2 separate regions of the Capsicum annuum genome follow, and region 1 is linked to region 2. Evidence: chromatin contacts called from public Hi-C data. All regions are on one chromosome and are shown on one strand. Each heading gives the region's core, a stretch centred on a gene start, on an enhancer-like site or on the middle of the called end of the contact. The rest is flanking DNA. Distances are from core to core; before and after follow the strand shown. Region 1 holds the start of LOC107868098 (cyclic dof factor 1). Region 2 has its middle 23 kb from the start of LOC107868099.

What was found. Hi-C and Micro-C count contacts between places; a contact is called where the count stands out from the background.
Region 1: a Hi-C map of leaf shows a contact between it and region 2, with 2.6 times the contacts expected there. The contact joins the promoter of LOC107868098 here to the enhancer-like site in region 2. A contact is called at or near these places in 4 of 5 Hi-C or Micro-C datasets (bud, leaf and placenta).

What each region holds. Positions count from the first base shown.
Region 1 is chr11:19,212,978-19,220,257 of UCD10Xv1.1, reverse strand. It overlaps LOC107868098 (cyclic dof factor 1), which reads right to left and starts at 3,366. Exons shown (of 2, transcript XM_016714674.2): 1 at 2,656-3,366; 2 at 1-1,154. The coding sequence starts at 2,772.
Region 2 is chr11:19,163,583-19,170,495 of UCD10Xv1.1, reverse strand. No RefSeq gene overlaps it. Among protein-coding and RNA genes, the nearest start is that of LOC107868099, 23 kb to the right of the region's middle. Within about 2 kb of position 5,560, at least 3 of the 5 cell types and tissues checked have an H3K27ac peak or open chromatin away from gene starts, as enhancers often do. A contact at or near this core is called in leaf, where this site is marked.

The DNA of each region.
Region 1 (7,280 bases), core at 2,117-4,616, 52 kb before region 2:
AAAGCTGCTGGATTAGCTTGTAAGAGTAAAGAAGCATCACGTTCATGATTTCTGAGATCAGCTTTTGGATTGAAGGAACTGAAGAGCATTGTTCCGTGAGTCGAATGAATCTTCTCATTCTTAATACCTAATGTCGACCATATAGAGCTTTTAGCCGCTTCATTTGGATCATGAATCCTTAATGTCTTAGGAATCAGTACACATCTCTCTCCTTCTCTGTCCTGCAAAGTAGCATCTCTTCTCCGTGATTGTGATGGATCAAACTTGCTTTCATCACGAGAGTGTTTTCCTAAAGTCGGTGAAGCAGGACTTGTGTTGTGGACTGATTGATCAGAAGAAAGCCAAGGTACATTCCAAGGGCTTGCTACGGTGCAGCCCCAGTAGGGTGTTGCTGGATAGAATGATACTGGAAAGCCAGAATAAGGCCACGGAGCGCCATGAAAGTAAGGTACTTGAGGAGAAAATGGCTGGAAATTACTCCAATTAGCTAAATCATGTGGACCGGAATTGCTTTCTTTGTCAGTTATACTTGAGGCTGTGCTACAAGTTCCATTTGATTGATCATTCGCAATTGCAGGCATTCTTCGTTCGGATCCACAGTATTCGTTTCGATTCATATTATGTGAATTCTCAGCTATGTTCAATGCAGAAGCCATGGAATCACAAAGTGGTTTATCCGATCCAAATGTAAGGATAGTACCATTTGTCCTTAAAGCAGGAAGGTGCATTCCGTGTGCTGCTTCAACCCGACCTGCTTGAAGAGGATAAATCGAAGTGGATGAATTTTTGTTCTTGCGGCGGCCAGAACCCACAGGCACATTTCTCATTGTTCCTCCAGCGGTCCAATATCTCTGGCAGTTCTTGCAGAAATAACGGGGCTGATTGACGTTGTAATTGTTATAATAGCAGAACTTTGTTTCCATGCTATTACATCGGGGACATGGAATTATTTTGTCAGGCTTCTTGAGTGTTTTTTCCTCACTTGAATCTTCCTCCTCGATAGATTTAGACGATAATATTTCTTTTTCTGCATCCTGCATCTTGAGGTCATCACTTATACCAGATGATGTTTCTGGTTCAACCGAAGAGTCTGCAGTTGGATCGACAAGTACATCATCTTGTTTGCTTTGTGTAAGTTCTCCTCCTAAAGCGATCTGGTCAGGTGACAAGAAAAAAGAGGTTAATTTGAGCTCTCTCACAACAAATCAAAACTCTTCGACACTGAGAAGACGATCTTATTGTTTTAGCATAAGCAATTGAACAAGTGTAGGATCTGAATATTTACGCCTAAATCTCCACATTCCTAGCAGTTGTTAAACAGTTCCACTTGATGAAAGGCACTACAATATGATCATCATCAACAACAACATACCTAGTGTAATCCCACAAGTGGGGTCTGGCGAGAGTACGATGTACGCAAACCTTACCCATACCTGTATGGGGTAGAGAGACTATTTCTGATAGACCCTTGGCTCGACAAACAAGAAAAGAATTCGAAGCAATGGTAGCAAGAAAATATGACATCGAAATAGCAAGATACAAAGCAAGTGAAACAACAGTTTGTAATAAGCACAGAAGGAAAAGAAACAACTCGATTACTAAAGATCACCATAAAGACAAGCTTTTGCAGGGTATAGAGGATCTGAATATTTTCAGGACATATAATCCTTGTGCTTTCCAAATTACAGAAACATATAAAAAAAATATTTTGGAAAGTAGGATCATATCAGTTCCTGTTAAATTTGTAACATAAAATGAAATTGGTTAGATTATCAAGCAAAGGAAATTTACAACAGCAATAACGCCTCGATCGCAACAAGCTGGATATAGAACAACAACAACAACATAAGCCAATGTGAACCAACAAGCAAACAAGATCTTGGGAGGGTAAGTGTACGCAGACAACAATATACAAGTACAAGTGGAATCTGGAAAAGAAAGAGTGTATGCAGACATTAGCCCCACCTTGTGCGAGGTAGAGAAGTTACTATATGATACATGAGAAAAAAAAAAAAGGATATTCATACACATGCTTAAAACATTTTTGAAGCAATAACAATATCATCATAGATACCATGACAATTCATTGAAAAATATAGTAAGAAAAGGAAAAAAGTTGATTATGCTGATTTAGATGACCAGATAGTACCAACAGACTCATGAAGAAAACAGATCAAACAGCAAGAAACTGAGCAAAAGTTCCCAATTCCCAAAACACAGTACTATGGAACTTTGTAAGTTGAAAAAAAAAAACTAATTTCCAAAACAGTAAATTTCCAAATCCCAATACAGAAAGTGATGACAAAACAATTCCCAAAACAGGGTCTTTCCCAAAAACTGGGGTTTACATTTCCATTTTAAGCTATGATATCAATAAAGATCAATTCTTTTCATAAAACAAAACTCACCCACATACTACTAAGTTTAGCGTTTCGCCATAAAATTTGATCAGATTTTCAATCTTCAGCCAGTTCTTGAAAATTCTACTCACAAAACTTCAAATATTTTTCAAATAAACTACATGTCCAAACACAACTTCCAACTCCAAAAAAGGTCAATTTTTCGAAATTTCAAGTTTCAAACTCAACAACTCAAATCCCATTTACATTAAACTCATCACATTTATTGTAAACAATTTAGACAAAGATTTTTTACCTTATCATTGTCAAATGAAGCACTTGTATGATGATCATGAACACAATTGGTTTCTTGTTGTGTCATACCAATTGTTTTACCAAACAACTTAATAGCAGGATCTCTTATTTCAGACATAACAATAACTTGTTGAATTACTCTTCTCTTTTCTTTCTAACACAACCAAAAATAAATCAAACTACTTTATGTTTCTTGAAAACAAAATTTTTTTGGTTACTTTGGTGTTTGTTGTCTTATAAGTTTTTTAGGACTTTGAAACTACATAGGAAGAAGAAGAGAAGGAAAAGGGTTAAAAGGGTTTAAGAGTTTGGAGATGACACGTCAATAAAGGCAAAGAAATAATAGCCACAAGTTTGTATGTGGCAATGGAGAAATCTTGATACATGAAGGGAGAGAGTTGGTTCTGTTCTTTTAGGTGTGTGTGGTTTCTTTGCTGTTTTTTTGATTCTGTAACCCAAACACTCCAAAAAGTAAAAAGGCAAGTGCTTTTAGTACTATTTTCTCCCTTTCTTATTTGTCCATGTCAGCAACTTCTTTCCCAATTTCTTCTCAATAGATTTGCTCTAATATCTATATTTGTTTAATTTCTTTCCTTTATCATCCCTCTAAATAGAAATATGGATAGAAAAATTAGTAATGAATATGTTTAAAGGTGTAGATGTCGGTGTGGCAGATGGCAATGGTGGGCAGCACGAGAGGTAGAGGAAAATCAAAGAAGTATGGATGATAGATGATTAGATATAACATGACGTGTCTTAAGTTTATCGAAAATATGACATTAGATATGAGGTTTTAGAGGTTGCAAGTTAGGGTATAAGGTTAGTTGGTTATTGAACGCAATTCTCATACTTTTTAACAAGATAGGCTTGGTTGTGGTACTTTTACCTACTTTTTTACCATTACTATTAGAACTATATTTTTAGTTTTTCACTGAGCGATTGCGTTTTTATGCTTTGATTATCGTATTACTAAATTGTCAGGGTTGTTCTTTCTCCTGTATGTTGTGTACTGCTCTTCATATCACTAAGTTGTTCAGATTGTTCTAGAATTCTTTACGTAAGTTGAGAGTCTGTCAACAACAACGTAACCTTTTTATCTTTATGAAGTAGGAATAAAGTCCATATATACTCTATTCTCTTTATACCTTACTTTGGTTTATACTGATATTTTATTGTTATTCCTCTAAGCATAGGTTAGTGCTCTAATTAAAGCACACACTTCATGGGTGAAAAAGCTCAAATCCCCTCACATAAGGTGTTAATGACATAGGAAAATAGTCTACCTCCCGTAAAATAAATGTTATACAACATGAAATGACGCAATATCTTAAATTAAAATTTAGATGTTTCACATGTCTCATTATCACGATTCACGAGTCATCGAGATACTCAACAATCTCCCCTCAAACTAAGTTCTACTGGTCTATCACCATGATCTACGGATCTATTTTTGAGAGTTATTGTGTGTCACCCACATCTTTTGAGTATTTTATGACAATCGAAGCTCACAATTAGTTTTTTCCTTGTGTGCGCATATTCAAGTTTGTAAGGATAAGTAAATTGAATCTTGCATTCTGACACTTTTACATGGTGTGATATTATCTATTTTTGATCAAGTTCACACGATTTCCTCTAAATGACCTCATACCATTGATAGTTTCTATATATACCTTACATGTAACTTTCTAATCCTTTCATCATCTATCAATATGAGATTTTTATTCACACACTTAACATATCCCACGTGAATAAGTCAATTTCTAATTAATTATAAGTCATTAATGTTCATAAAAGAAACGTGCTCACAGAAAAACTAAATGAAAAAAGTAGTTGATTATATAGATGAAAGTTCAATTTAGTCATCAAGATAGATAATTTAAAATTGGAAAAATCCTTTTGGCCATAAAATTTAGCCATAATAATGAAAGATTCCATTCACATTATAAATCAATTTTTTCTTGGACATCTTTATCCTTTCTTTACCCTTTTACCTTAAAAATTAAATATATTTTTCTATCATATTTTCAATGCATTGATTATTGTAGAGGAACTTAATTACAATCAATTCATTGCAAATTGTTTCTCAATTTCCCTTAGCCTTAATGATATCTTTCTGGAGATTATTTTTGACATGAAATATGGTGGAACATACGGTTTGACATATTCATATCTTAATGATATAGTCTTAATGAAACATACGGTGGAAATTCAAACATATTTTCAAATTGATTTAAACATAATTTTTTACTAATTTTAATTCTCGCATAAAATTTTTTCTCTAATTTTAATTCTTTACTAAATTAATTTCCTCCATGCTTAAATATTTTTCAGTGAAATATATTTTCAGTATTTGAAAACATACAGTGATAAATACGTTTATAGTTTGTCAGTTTACATACATACTCATTATTTGCTAATTTCAGTATAATTTCATATTTGAAAACATAATCATTATTTGTTAATTTCACTTTAAATCTGTGTAAATACGTTTTCAAATACATTTACTTAGGTAGACATTCTTAATTTTAGTTAGTACAATTTTACATCTTTTCAAGTTAAGAAAAAATAATTAGGTAGAGATCTCAATATTTCAGCATGATCTCAGTCAATGCGTATTCTTTCATAGTAAGAGTTTTATTTGTGACAGTAAAAGACAATTAGTACTTTAGTTCGCATTTTCTAAGTTTGGACATAACACCCTTGATTCTAGCTATGACTGTTCAACATCAAACCGAAATCAATAATCTGTAATGACATTTTAGCTATTGAACTAGTGGTTCGACTTATCGGATTACCAAGTGTAAAGTGTGTTGATTTGTTGTTATCATAATATTTTACAAATTATTTTTGATATATATATATATATATATTAATTTTATTTAAGCCTAATAATAAAATAAATTCATTAGAGATCATTTTAGTAACAAATATAACTAATGATTCATAATTTATCAAATCGCCGTAATATAGAGGTGAAAGACTTATATGATTAACACTTATATCTCATTCTCTTTTGTTCGACAGATGTGAACTGTGTGCATAATTTCTATAAGTGTCAACGTTTATTAGGTTTAAGGTATGTTGAGCTGTCGTTATTGCGATATCTTACAAATTATGCCTTAGAATTATTTAAATATATATTTTAATTTTATTTAAACATATACTTAAAAAATAAAGAATTAGAGGTCATTTTAGTAACAAATATAAGTAATGATTCATAATTTATTAAACCACCGTAACATAGGGGCAAAAGACTTGTACCATCAATACTTACGTCTCACTCCCTTTGGTTCAACACATATGACTATACGAATGATTTTTATAATGTGTCGACATTTACCAGTTCTAAATTGTGATGAGTTGTCGTTATTGAAATATTTCACAAATTATGTTTAAAAATTATTTAAATATATAAGTTAATTTTATTTAAATATAATAATTAAAAAATAATTAATTGGATGTCGTTTTAGTAACGAATATAAGTAATAATTCATAATTTATCAAATCGGCGTAACATAGAGGCGAAACATTTGTACGATCAATACTTATGCATGTGTCAATCTTTTTGGTTCGACACATATGAACTATATGCATGATTTTTAGAATGTGTGGATATTTACCAATTCTAAAGTGTGTTGAGTTGCCGTTATTGAAATATTTCACATATTATGTTTAAAAATTATTTAAAATAAATATTAATTTTATTTACATATAATAGTTTAAAAATAATTAATTGGAGGTTAATTTAGCAATATATATAAGTAAAAATATGCAATTTATCAAATTAGCGTAACATAAAGACGAAAGACTTGTATGATTGACAGTTATATCGCATTCTCTTTTGTTCAATAGATGTGAACTATATGCTTGATTTGTATAAGCATCAACGTTTATCGAGTTTAAGATATGTTGAGTTGTCGTTATTGCGATATCTTACAAATTATGCCTGAGAATTATTTAAATATTTTAATTTTATTTAACCATATACTTAAAAAAAATAAAGAATTAGTAGTTATTTTAGTAACTAATATAAGTAATGATTCACAATTTATCAAACCGGCGTAACATAGGGACCAAAGACTTGTACCATCAATACTTATGTTTCACTCTCTTTGGTTCGACACATATGACTATATGAATGATTTTTATAATGTGTCGACATTTACCAGTTCTAAATTGTGATGAGTTATCGTTATTGAAATAATTCACAAATTATGTTTAAAAATTATTTAAATATATAACTTAATTTTATTTAAATATAATAATTAAAAAATAATTAATTGGAGTTCGTTTTAGTAATGAATATAAGTATTGATTCATAATTTATCAAATCAGCGTAACATAGAGGCGAAACACTTGTATGATCAACACTTATGTGTCAATCTTTTTGGTTCGACACATATGAACTATATGCATGATTCTTATAATGTATCGATATTTACCAGTTCTAAAGTGTGTTGAGTTGCCGTTATTGAAATATTTCACATATTATGTTTAAAAATTATTTAAAATAAAGTTTAATTTTATTTAAATATAATAATTAAAAAATAATTAATTGAAGGTCGTTTTAGTAATATACTAGTATTCGTAATTGCGCGAGGCGCGGGCCAATATTAAAAAAAATAA
Region 2 (6,913 bases), core at 4,311-6,810:
AATTATACAAAGTATATACATTATCTATATATTGCATATACAATGTATATGTATGTATAATAGTTTATAACGATGCATACATAATACTTACATAATAGTTTATAATTATTTATACCGTCTATATGTAATGTATAAGGATGTATATGTATATGTAATATATAATAATGTATATACGTTTACACATCATGTGATACATATTTTAAAAACTAAAACTAGAAAAAGGAGGCTTCTATGGTAGCTCGAGAAAGAAGGCAAAAAAAAAGCAGAAGGAGAAGAAGGAGAAGAAGAAGGAGAAGAAGAAGGAGAAGAAGAAGAAGGAGAAGAATGAGAAGAAGAAGAAAGAGAAGAAGGAGAAGGAGAAGAAGGAGAAGAAGGAGAAGAAGAAGAAGAAGAAGAAGAAGAAGAAGAAGAAGAAGAAGAAGAAGAAGGAGCAGAAGAAGAAGGAGCAGAAGAAGAAGAAGAAGAAGCAGAAGAAGAAGGAGCAGAAGAAGAAGGAGCAGAAGAAGGAGAAGGATAAAGAGAAGAAGGAGCAGAAGAAGAAGGAGGAGGAGGAGGAGGAGGAGGAGGAGGAGGAGGAGAAGAAGGAGCAGAAGAAGAAGAAAACATTAAAATAGATTTGACTTCATGATATTCAATGTAAATATATGTTGGTTATCTAGATGTGGTTGAGTACCCATACAAGAAATTAACCAATTCCCTCTTCCAGGGATTTTTTATTTTTAGTATAACTAGGCATCACTATGATTGTAAATCAATATAAATTAACCAACTCCACAAATCCTCAGTCAGCGTTCCAATGATTGATTACTGGGAAAGTAAAGATGCATGTTATTGAGACATAATTAATAAATCATTTCTCAAGCACAAATTCAGCATTTATTTTGCTGAGGAGTATAAGGGGTGAAAAAAGAGACAGAGAGAGAGGGTAAAATGAACCAAAGTGACTTCCTTTTGATTTTTCTTGACCTAATTCCTTGACCTTAAAACTGGTATTAGAGCCCATGGCTCAACGAGATGAGCATGCAAATGGTGGAGATTAGGGGCGGAGCCAAGTAGGATCCAAACTCCTCCCGATGAAAGTTCACACTGTTTATATGTGGTTTAAATTATTCGTTTATATATATATTATAGGGGTTGAACCCTTTGACTTCTTCAGGTATTTACTTCATATTTTGAACTCTCTTTCTGAAAGCCCTAACTGCGCCCCTAGAAGAAGCTTGTGGGCTTTCGAGTCCATAACTACGATGATGTGTTTCTAGATAATTAAGTTCATGAATCTGGGTGATGGACCAATCTCATGCTTTTAGCCTAGAGATCGCTTGCTGGATATGTGATCAAAGTCTTACATTAAAAGTTTATTAGGAGAAAAAACCTATATACTATAAGATATATATAGGAATACTTTTAATAATAACGCGAGGCCTTTTGGAAAAATCGTACGAATTTAGTCTGAAGCAAGCAATAAATTATTAATTTTATTTAGTGATCCCTCTACCTTGTTGCATTGATATTTGTTCGGGATAGTTACCAATATATATTGTCCCGGGCAACTAGTTCATTAATATAGCCGAAATATAGATAACATATACACTGATAGTGTATATGTTGTGAATAAATATGTATATTATATGTTTAATATATGTATATTTCATTTAACATATATATAATCTATACACATTATACATATTTTGTAGACTAGATGACCGAATGGTTCAAACCAGTAATCATCCCTAACTGTTCTGGCTCATGAAGTGCTCCACTAGGAGGAATTAAAAAAAAAAACTCAATGAGCACAACAAATTGTATATATCATTGGTACTCTAAACACCTTGAGCTATAAAATAGGTTAGTCTTATCATGTTTGGAATAGCAAGAGACACATTGATACTAGGGTGGGTGTTTCTCCATAACTAGAGCTCTTTATACTAATAATATCTATTATCTATATTAGGGGCGGAACTAGCATAAAAATAGGAATTCAAAGCAATTTAGTAACATTGATTCAAACTATGTTTATTTGTTTCGAAGTCTATTGAATATGTACGTATGATAAATTTCGCAATTCCTAAACTTCAAATCTTGATTGTGCTTTTCATCTATATATATTTATATAGTTTAGGTTTGGAACAAATATTAAAATATAGTTTCTTTTTGTTTCTGCTGTACGAGGTTTATTCTTTGTCATTAAGAAATAAAAGATCTATGATGAGTTAATATAACCATAAACTTTATTTATCATGTTAAAATTTAAATGACATCTTCCCCTATCCCACAATATTTTTTTGGTCAGGTAATTTCTGCACAAAAAAATAAAAAACATTTACGCATCATATAGAAAAAAAAATACTGAACTTGTGCAATTTCTTTTTGCTCAAACATCTAAGTGAATCGGATATTTAGAATACCAACTAAGATTTAAATTACTAAAAGCTCACATAATATCATGGCCTGTCATTTTTAACAAGTTATACAATATATTCTTGGTGCTGATCAACAATGATTATAATATCGAAGATACTTCTGTCATATATTTAGTTCCGCCCATATATGTTTTCAAGTGACATAATTGTCTTGCGACATATATAGCTATATCTCTTTTTGGGACATTTTTGCTTACTTGAAACGTTTCCACTACTTGGGAATTGTTAAGTCTCGTGCTGATTGAGATACTGGAGTGGTGGTTTCCTTGTACGGTCTTAATAATCTCTCATAGTTTGCTAATTTTGATATGGTATCAGAGTCAAACTCATCAATCGTTCTTAATGTTGGACATCGTTTCGTATTATTTTATTTATTTCTCTTGTCTAATCCTGAGGGGGCAAGGAGTACTATCAAGTGACACATTGATTGAAAACATATATTACGATCTCCTGATATAGTCTCGAACAATTTTCCTCTCAAGTGATAGCTTTAGAGTTCAAACTCTAGTTCATGTCAGTATCACATCTATCTATATGTATGATCTTTTAAATAGTATCAGCTTTTTTTCCTGTTTTCTCTAAGGAAAAAGAGAAGAAGGCATCAATTTGGTGGAATATCTTTGACATAAATTCAATAAAAAGGTGAATAAAAAGCAAATCCTTTGTGTAAAAACTAACTGAACACTCAACAAATTAAAGATGGAAAGCATCAGATAATAATAGCATTAAGTGGATCTGAGGTGTCAGCCACTTATAATGCATTTACTAGTTAGCTTTGATCCATTATCATCATCATTTTATTCTTCTCTTCTTTTTCCTGATCTTGATGGGCAAACGACATATAACTTGATAACAAACATGACGACAACATACTCACTGTTATCTCGCAAGTAAGGTTTGGGGAGAGTAATGGTTGTACATACCTTATACCTATATCTTAAAAGGTAAAAAGACCGTTTTCAATCGATCCTCGACTCAAGCAAAAGTATTACAAAGCAGTTGGAACCGATATATTTGAAGGGAAGTAGTAGAAATTTCAAATCACAACAACCAACTTATGCTTTAGAATTAGGGAAAAAAGAAGTTACCCTTTGTAGAATTACCCCTAATAAAGTACTTGCAAAATGACTTTGTATGTTATAATAAGATTTGTCATCTTTGATCTTGCTTCATCTTAATTGTTATTTGAATAAATAAAAAAAAATTATCTTTGTCCGTTTGGGATAGTATCTCTCCTCTTTTCTGCATGTTGATGGAGTTTTGAAGAATTCAAAAATCTCAAAAATAAATAGAGAGGTAAGAACTTTTTGAACAATCTCGCTCCTTCAAATATACTTCTGGAGTCTACTGACGAGAAAGGGTTGGGGAAAGCTTGAACCCAACTACAAAACAACAAGAATTGGGTTACATTAAATTAGCTGCACAAACTAATAAGTAATAACAATATTAGTGTTATTTTCCACAATATGTTCGGGTATGTAGAATTACAGCAGAATAATAATTTCATCTAGTTCAAGTTTATAAACAAGAACACAATGAAGTATATCAATACCCTCAACACAAGATAAAAAATGATCTTTCCAAGAGGTGTATTTATTTTTCCAGAAATAATAGATGAAGTAGAAATGAATAAGGCTAAGTCGTCCGAATTCACGGAGTTTTCTTAAGGATATAATTCCCTTCACTGTACCCGAGGTTGTGGAATTTTTCCTCCCAGGATAAAATGGCCTTCAATCCGACTATAGTGGTATCTTAAATAGGCAGATTCTACGAACGCACTGAACAATTTAATGATCACACAGAATAGCTTTTCAAGAGAAGAAGAAAAGTTTATAATCTGAAATTTCTATCTCAAACCTGTGGATGAAAATTAGGTTATTTATAGCCACAAGATGCCTCTTTAGAAAGGAGGCAATGGTTCACTCTAAAGGTTGCACCTTTGCTCTAAGTTCATGTCTGTTCATCAAAGATTGCATCCTTTCCTGAACAGGAATATCTTTCCATGAATCATGTCTTTTGCTGAATGGTTGCATCTACTTGTTCAACCAGTGTATCAATTCAGTTAAAAAACAGAAAACAATGCATCAGTTCTGAAGCTGTATTTCCGAAGCAACACAACTATTCTGCGTCACCAGATTAAACTCAGAAAATATTCATTTTCCAAATCTAAATCCAAAGCCAAACCAAGCAAACAACGACAACGGCAAGAGGCATCTCTATTTTCTTGCCTCACTTATCCATGTGAAAGTGTGTTTCACAATATAAACACTTTAAAGTTCTCTTCTTCCACCAATGTGGGAGAAAGAGTAAACTTTTCAATTTTTGAGTACACTTCCCATTTTGGTGTAAACTCAATTTTCCTCTTCCACTTGATTTCTCCATTTTTCATTTAACACACATATAGAACCCAACAATTAGTTCTTGTGTTATTTCATCATAAAGTTATCGTAACTTGCTTCTTAGCTCCAAGTAAAAAGAGAATTTATCTATTTAGCTCCCCTGATTTCAATTACAAACTCATATTTTTCTATCTAACTTGGACTAATTCCTTAGCAGATATGAAATTTCGACTGACCATATAGAAAGACAACTGCTACACCAAGTTAGATGATAGCAATTTTACATGTTAAAGTCAAGACTTTCATTCTGTTTGGCTCAACCAGCCCAAAAATATTAAGACATGATGTGATATTGTCAACTTTGGCCGAAGTCCAAACAGGTTTTTTTCAAATGGTGTTACATCATTACAAAATCACATGCCTTATATGTATCATTTCAATATTTTTAGCATTAATATAAGATTTTTGTTCGCACACCCAATACATTCAAATAGTAAGAGTGGAATAAAAAGGACTAGGGGGAGTGACATTCGTAGAGTGAAATGAATTGTCAAATATGACATCCCCATCCATCTTTTTCTTTTAAAAGAAATCTCTTTAGAGCTGCCCTTCCTTCCAACAACAATTTTGATCAGCACAGCTAAATTAAAACCAAAACTATACATCAAACACCAACATGGTTGTCGTGCAGTGGTGGGCTTGCTCTACCTTTAACCAGAGGTTTCGAGTTTGACTCCTGGATATGGAGAAAATCCGATTGGGAGTGCTACCCCATAATGGGCGCGATCCGGATTAATTGGAGCTCCAATGCGGGTACCGGACACCCGGTGGAAAACCAAACAAAAAAACTATACATCAAACATGTCTGGCTTGAGAGAAAGATTCTGTAATTTATTAAATTCAATCAATTTCTTTGGTGAATGACATCCAAATTTGTCTATTTTTTCACTTCACTCAATTATCTTTTGTACTAAAGCTGTTAAGACAGCTATGAGGCAAATCTAGTAAATATTTCCACAGGGTACAATATATGATTTGTATATACTGAGCTACCTGCCTAATTGGAATACAAATCACATGAAAACAAAAAGATAAAGAAAAGGCAGTTCGAAGCACTAAAAGCTAACCATTATGCACGAAATTCGAGAAAAGGCTAAACCACAAGGATTATAATTGATGACCAAGAAATACCGAGTGTCTCACAAAAGAAAACTAAACAGCCTCACTTCAAGAATTAAGTTCTCATTTTCCTTTCATTCAAAAACTTCTCAAATTCATATACAGATAATTGTGCCAAAAGAACAAACCAAACTCGTATAGATACAATTTTCTTGAAGGGTATGTAATGTACATAGTTGGTAACATAAAAATGATAAGTGAAAATGTTACTAAATGTTACTATAAGTTAAACTAAGTAAATTGTGTAAAAGATGTTACACTGTAAGTATATATAACTTACTACCGACTTTGGATATATCAAGAAACAGCTTTCATGCATGCAGAGGCAAACTCAGGATTTAAACTTGACGGATGCACCTCTATATTTAAATATAGTAATTAATAGTGTCAAAGTTCGACATATGGTTCTTTGAAAACTTGTTAATTATAGTATTTTATAAGCAAAATTTTAATATTATTGAATATCATTAATTAGATGTAATATGAGAAAAGTGTGTTATTCACCGTATTTAAATTCAACGCACTTTCATATTTTGAACAATAATAGAAAGATTTTGAAAAATATGAAATTCGAGAGATGTATGTTTGCTAGATTGTTGCAACGGGTAATGTTCGATTTAAGTCTATCTCAAACTTTAAATTACTAATTTTTTAAATAAAAAATAACTCAATGATCAAAAGATAAAAGAAAATAAATATTATACAGTATAAGTTAGAGAGAATATCTATCTTTTGAAGTTGGAAAGAGAAGCTTGTATTTTGAAATAAAATAAAAATAGGTCAATAATATCCACAATACATAAAAGAAAGAAAGAAAAGGTGAAACATAAATGAATACTAAGTAGGAAATTTTTTTTAATCAAAAGATAAATATATATATATATTTGCACAATAATGCTCAGACGGTGTAATTTGGAAAATGGAAAAAGGAGCAAATAAGAAAACGTTGTTGTTGGAGTTTGAACCTGAGCAATC